Regions from separate parts of the Mus musculus genome. Here region 2 is linked to region 1. A link is a contact called in public Hi-C data. All regions are on one chromosome and are shown on one strand. The core of a region is the stretch at or near the end of the contact, and the rest is flanking DNA. Distances in the headings are between cores, read along the strand shown.

Region 1 (5,224 bases), core at 1,102-3,601:
CACAGTGACGTCTTAGCCACCTCTCTAGACACAGTAAGATGTGGTACAGTCCTATCCTCCCTAAGCCCAGGGTAGTCCTCACTCACCTTTTTAATGGTCACAAAATCATTCTCCGCAGACGTGCGCTTGTTGATCTCATCCTCGTACCTGTTGAGCCCCCAGAAGACAACTGCAGTTAGATCAGATCCCGTTGGCAAGGTTTTTTTTTTTCCTTTCCCTATTTCTACTGGAAAATTAAACTCTCTTTAAATGCCCAGATTGAAAATATAAAAATCCAAAATGAAGGTACCTTTATATTCATTAACTCAAGCATGTTTGAGCTCCAAATCCCTGCTTTCTTTGCACTCAAAAAGGAGGCCCCTCCATACCACCCTGGTGCGCCAGCCCAAGCACACTGAGCAATAAGAGAGTGGATGCCCATAGTAAAAAAAAAAAAAAAAAAAAAAAAAAAAAAAAAAATCCATCTCCACTTGAGGTCTCCTCCGTCACCTACTTCTTCTTAAAGTCTTCCACGAGATCCTGCATGTTGTTCAGCTCTGACTCCTGTGAGGTCCTTTCTGCAGAAAGCCTGTCCACTTGCTTCTTGAGCATGCCTATGTAGGCCTGGAAGATGGGGTCCAGGTTTGTGGTGCGGCTGCCTACATCCAACTGCTGCAGGAGTTCCCATTTGGTCCGCAACACCTGGTTCTGCTGCTCCAGGAATCGCACCTACAGTGGCCAGAGGAAAAATACAGAAGTTGGACGTCACCTTTCACACCAGGGAGCCACTCTCACCCAGAGAACCTGTGCTGCTGCTCCGGGAGACGTACAAGTCACAAGACTTTACCCTCACTACCCAAGGCAGGCTGGGAGGCACCAGGCAGAGCTTCTGAGCTCCACAACATCACACATGGAAGTTCTATAGACTTCTGACACTGCCTCTGCTCCTCTCCACTCTGCACTCTCCTACTTCAGGCTCCTCCCCAGACTTGAGGCATTCCCCTCCTCCGTGCTAACATTCTTCCAAAGCCCTATAAATTCTGGACCAAGAAAAAAGCGGGCACCTGCTGTCCCAGCAGCAGATTGCATCAAATAAGAGAGTCCTGAGGACAGGCAGGGCTCCTCCCTCAGTTTTAAGAACCTTGTAAATCCTGTCTAATCCAAGGCAGAGGAACCAAGACAGCAACACCCCAAAGTGACACCAATAAAAAGTTTATGGGTCACCAAAATGAGCTGGTTCTCTGGAAGGCTAGAATTTTATTCAACCCCAAAGTTATTTCAAGTATAGATTGCTGGGATTTATTAGACTAATAACAGGAGAAACAAACTCTATCCCTTCTCGTTGTTGCTTTCCAATCCTGCTGTCACCTGACCCGACCTGTTCTGTTATTACTTGTCTATTTCAGCTTTTCTATGAGATGAGAATTTTCTATAAATAACATTTATTTGGGCTGAAAAATAAAATACAAAGAAACTGTTGAAGAAACTGTAGTCCACAAGACCAGCGTCTCTCCTACTTTGGAACTTGCAAAGTCCCCTGGCTACAGTGGCCTCATCAATGACTCTTGAGGGAGAGTCTGTCCTTTCCTTTTCAGCCAGCACAGCAAGTGCAGGATCCCAGCGTCTCATGACAGAAGGTGCGGCCTCTCCCACTCACCTTGTCAATGAAAGAGGCAAATTTGTTGTTGAGGGTTTTGATCTGCTCCCGCTCCTGAGACTTCACGTTCTGAATCTCTGGGTCTACTTTAACATCAAGAGGCTGCAAGAGGCTCTGATTGACAGACACTTCATGGATACCTCCACCAGGGAATCCTCCAGGGCCCCCAAAACCTCCAGGGCCACCTCCAAATCGGCCTCCGCCAAAACTGCCTCCGCCAAATCCACCACCTCCGAAGCCGCTGCCACCTCCAAAGCGGCTGCCACCTCCAAATCCTTGGCCTCCTCCAAAGCCAGAGCCACCTCCGAAGCCACCGCTGCCTCCAAATCCTTGGCCACCTCCAAATCCTCGGCCTCCTCCAAAGCCACTGCTGCCTCCAAAGCTGCTGCCACCGTAGCCACCACTGTTGCCAGCCACGCTACTAGAGATGCTCTTGTACCCGCCGAGGCCAACAAGACTCTGACTACCAAAGCCACCTCCACCAGAGCCTCCTCTGCCACCACCGTGGCGGCTTATGCAGGAGAAGCTGGTATTTGATCTCCGGCTCCCTCCAGAGACCACAGCTGAACCGCTACTGAAGCCCCTGAATCCGCCGCCTCCGCCGCCGCCTCCTCCTCTTCGGGACCTGCAGGAGATCTGGCAACTCATGATGTTTTTGCTCAGCAAGACGAGTGAATATTCCTGAGCAGATCCGAGGCTGGAGACCAAAGTGTGCTGTCGGGAGACTCACAGGGTCCCTTATATACCTGCCAACTAGGTGTTGGTGAGCTTGGGTGTGGGCCCACTTACGCATGGGTTTGGTCTGCCTGGAAGCTATTCTTGGTGAGTGATTATCAACCTAATGGCCATTAAAACATCTACTAATCAGCTCCAATCCAGAACCTGCTTTGATTTGCGAACGGCTCCTGTTTATCTGTGCATCTGTCATGCAATTTGATTTTTGTAAAATCATCAGAAGAGGAGATTAGTCTTTGGGTTTCCCAACTTGGAAAAAAAATGTCCTGAAGAGTACACTGCTCCCTGTTATGGACCGACCCATGGGAAGCTGGCCACCACCCAGGCCTGTGTGGGCTTCCCATCTAGCTTGCCAGGGAACGGAGGTCTGGCTTGATACTCTGAGAGCATTCACTCCAAACTTCCAGCTCTCTTGCCTCCATGTGGCCCAGGAAGGGGGGCGGGGGGGGCATTATATACCATGACTATGGTGGAGGGACCAGCCTGTGCTTACAGAGAGAAGCTGGCCTCCGACGCTGCAATGTTGCAGCCATTTATCGAACTATCTAAGCTCCTTTCCTTCCAGGCCACATCAAACATACACATAGCCAACCCCTGGGGAGGGGATCATATTGAGTCCTGTCACCAGGAACTTTTATCACCATCAATTCCATTGGGGGTTCAAAGAACAAAGGGAAGAGTTCTTTCCTGAAGTCTGTATGACTCAGGGTACATGTGAACGTGTTGCTTTGAGATCCAAGTGTGGATGGACTGTTGCTCAGAAACCATGCACTGCCTTGTGATTCTGAAGGCATTAAGAAGGCAGGCTCTTCACTGACTTTCAAAGACCGGTGAGCTTGGGAAACCCCAGACAGTCTATCCAAAGTTGCCAGCCACACAGAACACTCATTAACACCAAATCCAGACACGGTTTCTCCTGACAAGATGGCTATGCATATAAGACAGACGCTGTGGAGAAATAGAAGCAACTCAAAGTCAGAGACTCTGGATTTAAATCTTAATTTTGCCATCGTTCTGGCTGTATGACCTTGGATGAAACTTTGAGTCTTTGTTTGCCTTAGCTATGGGGTAGGAAACTGGTATGTAATGTCTTTTGTTTTGGTTTGTTTTTTTTTTTTGTTTTTGTTTTTATTTTTTGAGACAGGGTTTCTCTGTATAGCCCTGGCTGTCCTGGAACTCACTCTGTAGACCAGGCTGGCCTCAAACTCAGAAATCCTCCTGCCTCTGTCTCCCAAGTGCTGGGATTAAAGTCATGTGCCACCATTGCCCAGCATGTAATGTCTTGATAACCATGCTGTCGTAAACATTAAATGATGTTATTTTGAGTGAGACAAAGATATTTTCCTTTCCTTTCAACCTTGGTGCGCTAGTCTCTCTTCTAATGGCCTAGCTCATACTTTCGTCATGACAGAGAGAAATGGTGCTGGAAACTCATGTTGTTCTGTGAGCTTCAGTTGCTCAGTTTCCTCATCTATCAAAAAGTAAGGGGAGGACAAAGAAAAGAAGAAGAGGAGGAGGAGGAATGGAAGGAGAAGGAAGAGGAATTGAGGAAGAAGGGGGAGAAGGAGTAGAAGGGAAAGACGAAGAAGAGGAGGGGGAGGTAGAGGAGGAGGAGGAGGAGGAGGAGGAGGAGGAGGAGGAGGAGGAGGAGGAGGAGAAGAAGAAGAAGAAGAAGAAGAAGAAGAAGAAGAAGAAGAAGAAGAAGAAGAAGAAGAAGAAGAAGAAAAGGAAGAAGAAGAAAAGGAAGAAGAAGAAGAAGAAGAAGAAGAAGAAGAAGAAGAAGAAGAAGAAGAAGAAGAAGAAGAAGAAGAAGAAGAAGAAGAAGAAGAAGAAAAGGAAGAAGAAGAAAAGGAAGAAGAAGAAGAAGAAAATGTGCATGTACCAGAGTACAAGACATGGTTACTAGTTCATAACTGAAACCCAATGGATTTTATTCACCTCCTGGTTTTCCCGCTTCTCAGCCTTGTGTGGTAACTATACAGCAGGGGTGGGAACAGAGATAAGAAGTGGGGAACTCCTGGAGCTATTTCATTTGCTGTAGAAAAATGCTGAACAAAGCAGTCCAAGAGTCTCCTCAATTTTTTTCCAAACCAGGTTATATAATTACAATCATGCAAATATACTATAAATCTAAAAGCTCTGGAGTCTCAATCCAAAGCCAAATGTGTCATTATCTATGGATATCTAAGCAACGCCCTAATTGTCCATTACTCCACTCTGACTCTGCCTGGGCCGTGCCAGCTTCAGAGGGGTCCGAAGTGAAGAAAGGGAGCGACCATTTAGTGAGTGTTTCTGCCTCCTGGTTTTGTGGTCGACATGAACATTTTAATTTTGTCCTCACCAATCTTGCGGCTCTCTCAGCCGAGCACCTGAGTCTCTGGTGTGTGAAAACCAACTGGAAGGACACTCCTTCTCCTCTACTGAAGTGTGGCGGTTAGAACCATTGGAACTTGGATATTGCCTAAGATTTTATTTCTATGTAGGTTTTTTAATTTCACATTTAAAAAAAACAAGAACTTTAATGCTCTTTTTAAAATAAAATGGTTTGCATTCTTTGAAGGGGTGAATCTTGGTCTGGCCGTGGTTTTGATGTTTATGCCCATGGGAACCATTGTCCCAGGTAGTCACTGTGCCGTGAGGACATTAACCTACTGGTGGAAATGACAGCTCTTGTCCCTCGGAACGAACTCTTTCCACTGGGTTCCTTTTTTCAATAAGCTGCCAGCAAGCCCAAGTTTCTGATATTTCTCATGGGTTTGCAGAAGGCTGTCTGTGGGCCAGTGGAACAACACTAAACCCTCAGGGATAAGTGGAGGGGAAGTCGGTTCTTTAGCCCACAGAAAACAGTCTAAG
Region 2 (5,496 bases), core at 2,021-4,520, 230 kb after region 1:
CCACAAAACACATGAAGGACTCCAGAACTCAGCAGTGAAGCCATTCAGCTAGAAAGCTGGCCTAGTCAGGGTCACTATCGCTGTGATGAAACACCACAGCCAATAAGCAACCTGGGAGAGAGTTTATTTGGTTCCATATACAAATGCTTCATCCATCATCAGAAACAGTGAGGGGATGGAGTCAAGCAGGTCAGGATCCTAGAGGAAGGAGATGATGCAGAAGCTGCGAAGGGGTGCTTCTTATTGGCTTGCTCCTCATGGCTTGCTCCTCCTGCTTTCTTATAGAACCCAGGGTCACTAGCTCAGGGATGGCACCACCCACCATGGACTGAGGCCTCCCCCATTGATCACTAATTAAGAAAATGCCCTATAGCTCAATCTTATGGAGGCATTTTATCAATTGACTCTAGTTTATGTCAAGCTGACATAATACTATCCAATACAAAAATATCCCCAGAGGAGAATACAGAAATAACAAATGAACACAAGAAAAGATGTTCAGCATCTTTAGTCACTAGGGAAATGTGTATTAGAATCACAAGGGGAGGTGGGGGCTGGAGAGATGGCTCATTCGTTAAGAGCACTTGCTGTCCCTAGTACCCACATCAGCTAGCTCATGGTCGTCTGCCATTCCAGTTTCAAGAGATCCGATGTCCTCTTTTGGCTTCTGAGAGCACTGTACATACATGATATACATACACACACAGAGGCAAAATACACTTACATATAACTTTTTAAAGATGCACTTATTTTATGTATATGAGTACACTGTAGCTGTCTCCAGACACACCAGAAGAGGGCATCAGATCCCATTACAGAGCCACCATGTGGTTGCTGGGAATTGAACTCAGGACCTCAGGAAGAGCAGCCAGTGCTCTTAACCACTGAGCCATCTCTCCAGCCCCCATAAAATAAGAATTTACTGACTCCCTTATATAGACCACAGGTCAGAATGTAAAATGGTGCAGTCACTGTGGAAAATGGCTTGGCAGTTTCTTTAAAAGCCAAATATACAACACAACAATTGTACTTCTGGGCATTTATCCTAGAAAAATAAAAACTTGTACTCACAAAAACATTCTACAAGAATGAAGGCTTTATCCTGACCAAGTAAAAACTGGAGCTAGTCCAGATGCCCTTCAGTGGGTAAACAGTTAAACAAATGGGGGGGGGGGGGTCCATCCATCCTGTGAAATACTCAACTATAAACAAACTATTGATGTTTGAGAGCCTGGGTAGATCTCCAGAGAACTAGCTGACTGAAAACAGCCAACTTCCAAAGTCTGCAAGCCATATAATTCCATGTAGGCAACATTCTTTTTTTGTTTGTTTGTTTTTGTTTTTTTCGAGACAGGGTTTCTCTGTGTAGCCCTGGCTGTCCTGGAACTCACTCTGTAGACCAGGCTGGTCTCGAACTCAGAAATCCGCCTGCCTCTGCCTCCTGAGTGCTGGGATTATAAACCCAAATGTTGAGCTCCTCATCCATGCCGATGTCGTGTGATATTGTGCTATAATTCCCCCCAGGTGTAACCATCAGGTCTGGAACTGCAGAGATGAGACAGGAGGATTAGGAGTTCAAGGCTAAGCTTAGCCTATGTAGTGAGTTCAGGCCCCTCTTGGGCTAGAGTGAAACCTATTTAAAAATAAAATAAATAAAAATTGGAGAAAAACTGGGTAAAAAAGTACATGGATCCCTGTTTTACCTCCTACAACTGCATAATTCTCTTTACAATGATGTCAAACTGCAATTTTAAACAGGATAGCAGAAACTGTTGGGAGCCGACTCTTAGCAGAAAGCGGCTATCATCTCTGCAGCCATCTTGGGCTATTTACTTACAGGTTGGAACTTTTCCACCCTGACGAGAGACTTGTTTTCCTAGCATGATGTTTTTGCAAGAAGCCCACCACACGCTGATAACATCTTGGTTTTCTCCTACACATCCTGGACCTGTGGTTACGTGTCTCCAGCTGCACTCCCTGACTTATGCTTATATGCCCATAGTTGCCTTTCAATAAAAAGACTTGAGACTTGATCAGATAGCCTGTCTTGTCTCCATTCTTCCAGTCTCTTGTTCCTCAGTCCCCACTCTCTCTCTCTCTTGCAGACACCATTGACTGACCTGCGGACCAAGAAACCGCAAGTTAAGAGCATTCGTATCAACATTCCAGAGGACCTGAGTTAGATTCCGAGCACCCACCTCAAGTGGCTCACAACTGCTTGTAACTCCAGCTCCAGAGCATCTGAGGTCCTCCATGGACACACACACACACATACACACACACACACACGGACACGGACACGGACACGGACACACACATGTGACACACACATATAAACACATATACTCATATACAAGATGGCTCAACAAAGGTGACTAGTCCCAAGTCTGACAACCTAAGCTCCCTCCAGGGACCCTCGTAGTGGATAGATTCCCAACTGCTCAAGTTTGTCCTCTGACCTCTATACATGCACCAAGGCCTATGTACACAGACACACACACACACACAAATAGATAAATGTAATTTAAAATGTTTAATAGTAAAAATGAAAATATATAAAGATTTTGTATTTATCACATACCCCCAGCTTGTGAGGCTCGAACTTACAGACTTTGTCAAACTATAACAGAATTTGTGTTTGAGACAGGATAGCTTGCTCCCTAGGCTGGCCTTGAACTGGCTATGTTACCAAGGAGGACCCAGAACCTATCCTCCTGGTTGCGCATGCTGGGGGTGGGAGGATGGGATTTTCATTCGTGTGCCACAAGATTGATTTAAAAACAAAAAACAAACAAACAAACAAAAAAACCCGACCCTTACATGAGCACGCACTCCAAAATTATTTAATTCTTCTTTGGGTAATTATGATAACAAAGAGCTCCCACGAACTTTTCTTGGGAAATTGGTGTGGGGTTGTTGGAGCGCAAGACTCGAAGGTTCTCTCCAGTCCAAGAGCTATCTGGAAATCAGAAGATCCTTCCAGCTAGGGACTGTCGGGAAGCGAAGAAAGGAGGCGCAGAAAATGTGCCCCGAATTCCAATAGACTCAATGAGACCAGGAGCCTGGAGTTGCTGAGCTGCGGCAGCGGGGGGGGGGGGGGGGCGCGGGGGGGAGCGCGGGGGGGCATTTGGATCACGGCATCCATGCGCCACCTTCTGACTACAGAGCATGCGCAGCTGAGCCGGGAGGCAACCCGCCCACCATGCACCCCGTACCCAGAGTCCCAGGACGCGGTGAGGCAAAGGGAGGGCAGGCAGAAACGCGGCTTCCCCACGCGGTTTGGGTCGGGACTGACTGAGCATGGCGCAGAGCCCAGGCTGCTCTTTAAGCAGGTGCGCCCTTCCAGCCCCGCGGCCTCACTCCAGCTCAGCTTGGGTTCAGCACCTTTCTTATCGATCATTTTGGCAGTGGCTCCCACCTGGGCACAAGCCCGTTTTCTCTTCCAGTTCCTCGTTGCCCCTCAGCGGCGCCCAGCCAAGAGTGGGGCTAGTGAGAGGTAATCCCATCACTTCCACGTGTAACCCCAGCACTTCAGACAGACAAGTAAATCTCAAGAGCTGCCTGGCCACCCAGCCTAGTCAGGCAGCTCCAGACCCTGTCTCAGGAAACAAACAAAACAAAACAAAAAGCAAGTGAATGGGCTAGAGAGATGGCTTTGCTTGGTGGTTTTGAGCACTTCTTGCTCTAGCAGAGGATCCAGGCCTTAACCCCAGCACCCACAACTTTCTATAAATCCACTTCCAGGGGATCTGCCACCCTCTTCTGACCTCCATGTGGTGAACATACATACATGCAGGCAAAATATCCCTACACACAAAATAAGTCTTTAAAAAGTGGAGGAGGCGGGCTGGAGAGATGGCTTAGCGGTTAAGAGCACCAACGGCTCTTCGGAAGGTCCTGAGTTCAAATCCCAGCAACCACATGGTCTGAAGACAGCTACAGTGTACTTACATATAATAAATAAATCTGAAAAAACAAACAAACAAACAAAAAGTGGAGGAGGGTAGCAAGTCAGGCTGTGGTTGCTCATGCCTTTAATCCCAGTACTCAAGAGACAAGGCAGGCGGATCTCTGTGAGTTTGAGGCCAGCCTGGTCTACAGAGCGAGGTCTAAGACAGCCAGGACTACACAGGGAAACCCTGTCTCAAAAAAACAAAAACACAAAAAGAGAACATTGACTCCTAGGGAACAAAATTTGAGATTGATCTCTGGCCTCCATATAAACATGCATACAGGGCTGGAGAGATGGCTCAACGGGTAAGAGCATTGACTGCCCTTCCAGAGGTCCTGAGTTCAAGTCCCAGCAACCATGTGGTGATCCACAACCATCTGTAATGAAATCTGACGCCCTTTTCTGGTTTGTCTGAAGACAACTACAGTGTACTTACATATAATAAATAAATAAATCCTTTTTTAATTACTTTTTTTGGTAAAATGCATAGAAAAAAGTAAGGTATATCAGGTGAGAATATATCTTGTGTGAAAAAACAAATTATTATTCTTTTATGAAAATACATATGTGTATATTGTATATACATACATTTGTATATTTCATTTTACTTTATGTGTATGAATATTTGCCTGCATGTGTGTTTATGCACCACATGAGTGTCTGGCTCCTGATGTAAGTCAGAAGAGCGTATCAAATCCCCTGAAACTGGAGTTACAGATGGTTGTAAACCAGTATGTGGGTGCTGTGAACCAAACCCAAGCCCTCTACAAAACCAAGCCGTCCTAACCATGGAGTCATCTCTCCAGCCATAATGTTTTGTGTACTTTAATTTTAAAACATTTAGAATCCCCAGGACAGGCTGAAAGTGTAGCTCAGTGGTAGTTCTTGTCTCATGGGTTCATGGTGCTGACTTCCACCCTGGTGCAGGGGGCAGGGCAGGGGGGACGGGGCATCAACGCAGAGTGCTCAGTTCTCTCCTTTGTTAGGTCTCATCTGGATCACATAACCTGTTCTTCCTGCTGCCTCCAGCAGCACCTGTGCTGGAACGTTCTGTAATAATGGCCTCTGTGTATTCAATAGTCACCAATCATATACAGCTTTCAATGTGGCTGCATGAACAAAGAGATGATTTTGGAATGTCATTTATTTTACATTTTAAAATGCACACCAGTAGCTAGGGGGCTAATGTTCCTCACTGTATTAAGTAGTGCAGTGCACCTCAGGCTGTAAGTGTCCGTGAGCAGAGATGGGCTTGCTCAGTATCATATCCCAGACTTAGGTCATTCCAAACTGTGTTAAGTCACCAATAAATGGGACATTTTTAGTTTTGAGTGGTTTGAGGTGTGTGTGTGTGTGTGTGTGTGTGTGTGTGTGTGTGTGTGTGTCTGTATGTGTCTGTGTGTGTGTGTGTGTGTGTGTCTGTGTGTGTGTGTGTATGTCTGTGTGTGTCTGTGTGTGTCTGTGTTTGTGTAGACCAGGCTCAGGCTGATCCTCCTGCTCTGGTACTCCTCAGTCTCTGGGATTGAAAATGTCTCACTACACAC

The links. Hi-C and Micro-C count contacts between places; a contact is called where the count stands out from the background.
Region 2: a contact with region 1 is called in a Hi-C map of embryonic stem cells, with 1.7 times the contacts expected there. The contact joins the enhancer-like site here to the promoter of Krt2 in region 1. A contact is called at or near these places in 4 of 39 promoter capture datasets (the SN4741 cell line, liver and pre-B cells), 1 of 484 Hi-C or Micro-C datasets (embryonic stem cells), 1 of 115 datasets of contacts at active chromatin or transcription factors (embryonic stem cells) and 1 of 9 other capture datasets (pancreatic islet).

Annotation. Positions count from the first base shown.
Region 1 is chr15:101,815,818-101,821,041 of GRCm38.p6, forward strand. Krt2 (keratin 2) reads right to left here and starts at 2,352. Exons shown (of 9, transcript NM_010668.2): 1 at 1,637-2,352; 2 at 494-708; 3 at 87-147. The coding sequence starts at 2,284.
Region 2 is chr15:102,048,966-102,054,461 of GRCm38.p6, forward strand. No RefSeq gene overlaps it. Among named protein-coding and RNA genes, the nearest start is that of Gm41405, 6.4 kb to the left of the region's middle. Within about 2 kb of position 3,271, at least 147 of the 459 cell types and tissues checked have an H3K27ac peak or open chromatin away from gene starts, as enhancers often do. A contact at or near this core is called in embryonic stem cells and pancreatic islet, where this site is marked.